Regions from separate parts of the Bombyx mori genome. Here region 2 is linked to region 1. The links are chromatin contacts, called in public Hi-C maps. All regions are on one chromosome and are shown on one strand. The core of a region is the stretch at or near the end of the contact, and the rest is flanking DNA. Distances in the headings are between cores, read along the strand shown.

The links. A called contact is a pair of places that touch in the nucleus more often than the background predicts.
Region 2: a Hi-C map of midgut shows a contact between it and region 1, with 2.2 times the contacts expected there. The contact joins the promoter of LOC101736413 here to the enhancer-like site in region 1. A contact is called at or near these places in 5 of 7 Hi-C or Micro-C datasets (middle silk gland, midgut and whole pupa).

Annotation. Positions count from the first base shown.
Region 1 is chr4:7,405,081-7,409,418 of ASM3026992v2, reverse strand. The region is part of intron 3 of LOC101736413 (cAMP-dependent protein kinase catalytic subunit 3); the gene reads left to right. Among protein-coding and RNA genes, the nearest start is that of LOC110385703, 10 kb to the left of the region's middle. Within about 2 kb of position 2,473, at least 2 of the 8 cell types and tissues checked have open chromatin away from gene starts, as enhancers often do.
Region 2 is chr4:7,445,663-7,450,000 of ASM3026992v2, reverse strand. It overlaps LOC101736413 (cAMP-dependent protein kinase catalytic subunit 3), which reads left to right and starts at 1,813. Exons shown (of 7, transcript XM_004929194.5): 1 at 1,813-2,377. The coding sequence starts at 2,200. LOC101743413 reads left to right here. Exons shown (of 26, transcript XM_012692945.4): 26 at 1-1,411.

The DNA.
Region 1 (4,338 bases), core at 1,224-3,723:
AAGCGGTGAAGGAAGTCCTCCGCTACAACTTGTTTCGATGACCTATCTAATGTCGAGGTGATGTGTGACGTTAAGATGTCTATGGCTTCAGCGGTATCCTGAGGAGACGGGATAGAGTCCGGGTTAAACGGGAGCGATGGTGGATCAGATTCAGCCAGGCTGATGCCCAGCGTGTGCCAATCCACCACAGTCCTCGTGACGGGAACGGAATCGGGAGCGCGACCGAGCTTCATAACGACGGGACGGTGGTCTGAATCTAACTCTGAAACTACTTCGATCGAGTGTAAGCGCAGAGTTACGTTTTTTAATAACGCTATGTCGAGTATATCCGGGCGATGCGCGATATTTAGCGGGTAGTGAGTCGGGGTTAGCGGAGCGACGATATCGAAGGCGAGATCATCGACTAACGCGTCAAGCCGCCTGCCATTCGGGGTTGTGGTGTGTGAGTTCCACCTGATGTGTTTACAATTTAGGTCGCCCGCCAGAATGACAGAGCTCCCCATACCGAGCAGCGCCTCGATATCACTGCTTAGAACGATCTTATCCGGTGGAAGATAAACGGACGCGATAACGATCGGCGCGTGTCCCGTCAGTGAGATTCGGCACACTGATGCTTCGATATTAGCGAGCGCGGGAGGATCGAGCGGGACGCAATGCAGGGCTCTTCTATAGTAAATGACGGTACCACCACCACGGGCAGAGAGCCTGTCGTTCCTGACCATGTTATAGTTCGCGATTTTAGGGTCACGGCGCGCGGGCTTAAGTAGGGTCTCCTGCACTAAAAAGATATCAATTTGGTGGTCACGCAAAAAGTCAGAAACCTGATCACGTTGATTTGCGAGACCGTAAGCGTTAAAAAATCCTATCGTTACGGATAGGGGCTTTATTCTACAAGCTCCGTGCTTGTGGGAGACCAATAGCCCCGTGTTTCAACCGGTACTTTATTAGTCAAATTTAATCTTTCGATTGCTATTTCTTTATCATTATCGTGCCAAGAATCATCAACACTATAGTTAATCTCTGCTTCCGGCAGCAATTCGACTTGTACTTTACGCCGATTAATATGTGAATGCTCTGTTTGATTTAAAACGCTTTACATTTCCTTACCATGATCGTATAATATGAGCTATATCGATTAAATATTTTTGAAGTACTGAATTTTTATTCTTTGTCATTGTCTCTTTTCATTTTTATACATTCACAATCATTTTGGAGACATCTTACAGAGCAAGTGCGCAGATGAATTAAATAATTATTTTACTTGGTTTTTTGTATTTAAACAGTAAGATTTTATCCACGGCTTTTTATATAAAATACTATACAATACTTATAATATAACTAATAGACACAATACATACGAAACCCCTTTTCAGTAATAAGGTGATACATTGTAACGGTGTTTGAAACGGCTATTTAATAATTAAACATTGTTTACATAACAGTATAAATTATGAAGTCATGAAGTAATTATAGAACTAATTGAAGAAGTAAGGAAGTTGTCTAGTAGGAAGGAAAGGATTGGAAGAAGTCGTGTGTCAGAAAGCAAAACAAACGGTCTTGGAAAAGATAATTTAAACATGTCTAGTGGAGTAAAATCAAATTTGTTTTATACGAAAAAGGAGGGTACAGAAAAAAGAATTGTCGAGAAAAGTTTTAATATTGAATAACCTTTTAATAAGCAGAATGACCGAGTTTATTCTAAAAAGTTCTCAATTAGTTAGTAGTACTCTAACTAAATTATGCTTAACGTTGGCATTATGCGGTGTCAGTGACGTGGGATATTATTAAATGAATAATCTTCAGCCAAAATATCTCATGATTCGATTCTTGACGAAGCGTTTAACAATACCGTGTTTCTTATTCGTCCTTTCAGCAGGATTTCACTTAATGTATAAATGTCGAACGACATAGGTGTGCTTCAAAAAGACGTTTTTGAATTAATCAATGCCGAAATCTGGTCGTCGTCCAATCCGATCTTCGTTTGATTATGCTGTATGATATTTTTAGAGAGTACAGCAAGCTGCAAGCGCTGAGATAACTTACAGTCCGTAAAACATTTCATAATATTAACAGGGAGGTTTATTTTTATGGTGAAAGTGTGTGTTTAAATCGATAACTACCCACATTTCAAACAACTGATGAAATGATTTTTTTTAATTCTATATTTTCAATGTATAATCGACGAACACTACAGTAAGAAACATAATATGTTTTATGTAAAATAAAATAAAATGATGCGTTCTTACGTTCATGACAAAAATTACTATGTCATAAAAATGGATACTACGAGTATGTCACGATATAGTACGATCAGTTACCCGAATGTTAAAATTTACTTAAATTTATTTAATGTACAACCGAGCCCAAAGGGCATTTACCTCAGAGCCTATAAAAAATAGTGTCTATTCTAGTCTAGTTGTAACTCATGTCTGGCGTGGAGTTACAGACAGCGCACAGGACTCTTGCGCGTGAACATCGCCAACACTAATAATATAGTGCGGTGACGCTCAAACTACAGCTGGCATTGACTTTAGAAATGTAAAAATAAACGTGATTTCTCTAATCTCCTGCACACGGACAGTTTCTGTTTAGAGCATTGCGCAACGTACGATATGGCCGTACTGGAAATATTTACTTGATGCCTTGGTTTCTAGATCTGTGTATATAACTTTAGATTGTATATATCGCGCATACAGAGCTATAATTGTCACTTATGCGATTCTCGTTAAAACGGAACTGAGTTTGAGAAAGTCCATTATTTTTTTATAGTTATTAGTGAGATGTTTGTTTTTAATAATAACGTTTAAAGTTGCTGTTTAAATATTATCATTTTATTTCTTTAATCGAGAAGAGCTATAATAATTGTATTAAGATGTTGAAATTTCAACGCTTCTCCTGAAAAATTACATAATTTGGATAAGTGATGTTATAGCATCGTATGTGCGTTATGTTACCTATTAAACAATTGTGTAATTAGTTCATAGTGTATAGAGGATAGTATAGAGTGAAAATTATTGCGAAAGTGAAATTTCGACATCATAATTTTCACAAAACACATTAAATGTTCAACAAAACGTTTTCTTTTTGGTATTTGAAGTGGTTTTTTTTTGTCTTCGAGTCGAACGTTTTACAATTTATTTTAGTATAATTCAGAATATTCATAAGTTAATAAGTTTAGGCATTCTAATTTAGAATAAGAAAAAAACAATCTCATTTATGGATCTTTGTAGCAAGGTCACGAATAATTTAAATATTAAAATATACCAATGATTAAAGCTGAAAGCTAGAAACCGACAAAGGAACACTTTCTCTGGACTATAGATCTAGATATTATATGTCTGTTCGGATACAATTTTTCGTATTCGTAAAATTTCGTTAAATTATAGTCGTTTGAATAAATTTAAATAAAATCATTCAAGTATTGTTGATTTTAAATCTAATCCGGTTTGAAATAAAGCAAACATATATGAACTAAGTATTATACTATACTATAATTGTAAATGCAAAAGTTTGTACGTTGGGATATTTGTTATCCAAACACAAAAATCTTGCAAGATTTGCAAGATCTGTATTTGGATGCAGTTTCACACAAAGTTTATATAACCTGGATTAACATATGTAGGATTGATTGGTGAGAACGAAACATATGAAAAGAGTGTGGAATGGATCGTTAAGATGTGAGTGAGAGAAAACGGAAAGAAAGGGAAAAGAGAATGACAGAGAAAAAGGGAGATGGCGAAGACGGTTAAAAAATTAGTAAGGCGTTATAAAAGTGTTAATTTTTTTTATTTTATTATTTTAACAGAAGATTTTGGAACAGTTTCAATTTTATTTTATGCTCTGCGATCCCTATTCTACATAGATGAACATTGGTAATTTAATATAGTAAATGGCATGGTACAGTCAACTCTTGAGTATATCTGCCATAATAATACAGTAACAACAGTGTATGTACTGGTTTTTAATGTTACGTACCAAAGGATCTACAGATTGATTGGTTGTTTATGGATCAGAGAATGACACAAGCTTTAACCCGAAAAAATGCAACGTATTTCATTCTTTCCGAATTACAAATTTAGCGCGGTTTGATAACTCATCTTCATTAATCAACTTTTTTCCAGCATTTAGTTAAGGATAGTAAGCGATCATCAAATTATTTGAAACTAGCGCCCTGCCCCGGCTCCGCTCGGGTCTTTAACAAAAATTTCAACGTTGTTTTGTTTTTTAAATAAAAGAACACTTATTGCGGTATAACTATAATAGTTAAACATATGCTGTCGCGGCACTTTTTGTGTATAATAATGGGTTCTACAAAGTCGTAGTACATTATTTTATTCT
Region 2 (4,338 bases), core at 564-3,063, 41 kb before region 1:
CTTTATAGGCAAAAAAATGAATTTCTAGTTATTGTTCTTTCATATATTATCGTTTTTTAAACATCAACTATTTTACTCAAAACATGTCAAGAAACATTTAAAAAAAAATTTGAACAAATATATCTAAAGGTGTCTTTTTTCGCATCTGCCGTCTAAAGATAATGATAATTAACTAATTTGAGGTTTGATGGACTACAAATAATCTTCCAAAAGCATTGTTAAATAAATAAAAAACAAAAGAAAATGTTTGGCTATCAAGCTATTTAAAACAACATGTAAGCATGTAACAAAAGCTATGTAAACAAAATTATATACAATGCTAGCTACTTATACGCGTAACGGAAATAATAATATTATATTATAATGTACCGTAATGTTACGAAATGTATAGTTATGAAACAGACCCACCTTAAATTTGTGCTATGTATACTTGAAAATCAGAATAATCTAATGTGAATACAATCTTTAAATGTTTTGCTTTAATTTTTACTGCCTTCTTGAATAAACAAAAAAATGTTTGAATTTTCCTCTAGTACCTAGGAATAAATTTATATAGCAGATAAACTATCACATATTATAAATTTCTATCAAATAAAGGGTTGGCATTGGTCAATAAAATTGTTTGATCAAAACTTGAATAGATAATGTAAAATCAAATCAAGATTTTATTTAAATAAGCATCCAAAAATATAATTTTAGTACGTATAGTGCAGTGATCATACTGAATGATTTAATTTTTAGCAATAAAATCGAATCTGAAAAGTAGTAAAATATGTTCAAAAATAATTTGTATTGTATATTAGATTTTGCATCACAACGCTATTGTAGTTTCTAGTGTTGCCATAAAAGAATATTCGTACGATGTACTTATATTGATTATTTAAGAAAAAAATTAATAAGCGCCGGTCGTTGTGGTAATAAGTTTACTTTTACTTTTATGATTCACTTTCCGTTTTACTAAAGTAGATAATGAATGTATCATTAACAAGAATGTTAACAACATTTTTAATGAACTTATTTAATGTTTTAAAATTTGACAAGTTAATACAAACGAGGTTTTTTGTTCGAACAATTGAAGTTACTGAGCGATTACTTTCTCAAATAAAAAAAGTCGGTAAAAAGGTCGCTCTCTTAAACTTATCTTGTTTTGAGCTGTAGTAATATTACAATTATTGTATCATATATAGTGTATAATATGTACTACGTGTAATTATTAGTCGGCCATAGTTAGTCTGTTACTCTGTATGTTTTTATTAAGTTATATTTAAAATTATTACTATAATGTGCACCCTGTAACGCATATGACTATATCGGATTTCAAATCAAAAGTGATATTAATTATTCAACGTCTTTTATCTCTTGTTTAAATAAAATGATGTGCTTGTTGTTAAAATAAAAATATATATATTGATTTAAGTGTTTTATTTAATTGTATTTGTGCTTTCTGTATCATCGTTTGAATTAACAGATACACACTCAAATTACAACTTAGATAAAAATACTTTGTCATTGGCGTATGTTTTATTCTTTTTATTTATTTTTTATTGCTTAGATGAGTGGACGAGCTCACAGCCCACCTGGTGTTAAGTGGTTACTGGAGCCCATAGATATCCACAACGTAAATGCGCCACCCACCTTGAGATATAAGTTCTAAGATCTCAGTATAGTTACATCCAAGTAGTCTACAAAATCACGAGTAATCTTATAATTTTTACATTAATTCATGAGGGTTAGGAGCGTGTGAAAACGAGAAAAAATATGATCTTGTCAGCATTTATTTTCCGCGAGTGTCTCATACGACCGACGCGGTTTAATCACAGTGAACGCTTTGGGCGCAATCGCTGGTCGCTCACACTTGTCACTGACTCGCCAGTCGCGTCAACAGACGTCACAGCTCTGTAGTCGCTTAGATACAGTAGCTCTCTACTCGCGCCAGTGTGTATTTTGCCGTGTTGTAGAGCGGATGTCGGGTTATCCATAAAGTTCGCGTTCGCGTATATTTAAAACAATTAATACAATAATTAAAATTGTCATAAAAATTCGTGTGCTAAATTAACATTATTTAAATTTTAGTTTATCTATAATAAATGTTATGATCAAAATGAACTTTTAAAAATTGTTTATACCTAGACTTTAAAAAAAAAAGTCTTGAATTTTAAGCTCGTCTTTCTGTAGCTTGTTTAGTTTTGTGTAAATAAAATGATGATGGCAAGTGCGAAAATTTTACGGGACTGCAGTTCAGAGTTGAGTTCGGACGTGCGGTCCCTTTCTGTCGCCTCTTCGACAGAAGAGCAAGATTCCACCACCACGGAATCAGAGTACACCGAAGAAGAAAAAGAATATGAACTAGAAGACTTACAAATATTAAAAACAATTGGTATGTATACATATTTAGTTACTTTTATTTAAATGTCAGATTTAGCGAGATGGGTACCCATCTTTTAACTCATAAGCCGATAAATTATAATTCTAACTTATCAACCCGTATTTTCGTATTAATTTGTAATCTTCTGAGGCTGGATGGTTGGACTGGTGAAAAGGGTTTGGTTTCATCATTTTGGTGAATCAGTCAAGTATATGTAATTTTATTTGTAAATACGTGTTTACATTTCTTTTATAGAGACTAAATATGGGACCTAGAATACAGTACATACTAAAAATACTATAATTTTTACGTTAAAATATTTTTCCCCGAAATAATTAAATTTGTAATGTAATTTCGCGATTCTTTAGGTAGCAGTTACTATTTTGGAGTTCAAATGTTATCTATCACACTTTTTGAATCTTCATTTATTGAGCCGAATCCCCTTAATAATTTTAAACCGAAATCAACTAGACGTATATAATTATATTATGATATTAATACATATAAGTAAATAGTAATATTTGAATATTTATATCGAAATTATCATTTTCAGGATTGAATCTGAAGTTTTAGGAATTCAACTCCATCGTGACATTGTAATAAAATATTTTTTTTACTAATTATACAAACGTAGCAAAAACATGAAGAAATTCTTAGAATAACTTTCTCACTCGTATTCGCCCGCTTCGCTGGGCATTTAAAATTAACATTATTATTTATTGTCATTATTATTAGGGAGTCCAACACTTATATAAATTATATTAGCCTATCCATTAAGTACATGTATTTTCTACATCGATACCCAGTTTCAAGTCAATCGGATGCATGGTTCAGTAATTATAACGGTACATCCGTGAAAACCACTAGACTTATATATTAGTATAGATGTAACGTTTTTTTTTTAAATAAAACAATCTATATTATTAAAAATGAAAATTTATGAAATGAGTAAGTGAATCATCGTTCGGCTGCCCACATCACGATGACTAACAATCTTCCGGAATAAATTATCATCGTTTATAATTTTAAGCAAGAAGTTTGTGTGTGGATGTATTCGAATTAACCACTGCATTGAGCAAAATAAATAAAATATTCACTAACGTATAATATATGGTACTTACCGTATTTCTTCCGGAAATCTCATATATCAACATTGAATAATCTGTTGAATTCAATTAGTCCAGAATTTAATTATTAAAGAAAATTATAAGTACCTAATGAAAGAATCTGAATTGACCAAAATTACTTTTTTTAATTGTTATTAATGAGAATGTCCTCGAGCCAAGCGAGCTCATCCTGCACATATGTGCATATATATGTGACGTTGAGCGGTTACCAGAGTCCATAAGCATTCATTACGACAACGGTTATCCATCAGTGGTTCGCCATTCTGATAGAGACGCGTGCTTTTTTCACGGCATGAAGTATCAACCAATTCGGGCTCAAATTTAGTCTGTATATCTTTGTTTATATGAGTAAATTACATCGATTTGGTTCTAGAACATTGGCGGGGTAAATAAACTCATTAATCCTTCTGAAGTTGGTATGAGGGTAACGCGCGTGTTTTGTTTCAGTAAATAATAAGTCGTGTTCCAATGATGATAATGAAAGTAATAAGCTTAGTTTTTAAAATAATGTTTCAAGAGAAACGGGCAATAATGATACAGCATTACTTTGCAATAAGTCTTGCTCAGTGTCCGGTTCCGGCTTGAGAAGCAAATTTAAATTCGCAAGAGAGGCATAAGTAAGCATAAGATAATAAGATTTCGTATTGTCCAAGCGTAGGGTCAGGTTCTGTTTGATCTTATTTATTGTATTTTCTCCCTTCTCTCCTTGCGTCGTATTGCCCACAGCTGAGGGTCGTGTACACCCACAGAGATAATATCAAGATCTTCATTTATTTTTGTGTGTCCACCCTTTAGTACCTTCGCACGCACGATCTTTCTCCATCCATTCTTGTCTCTGGCGGTGTG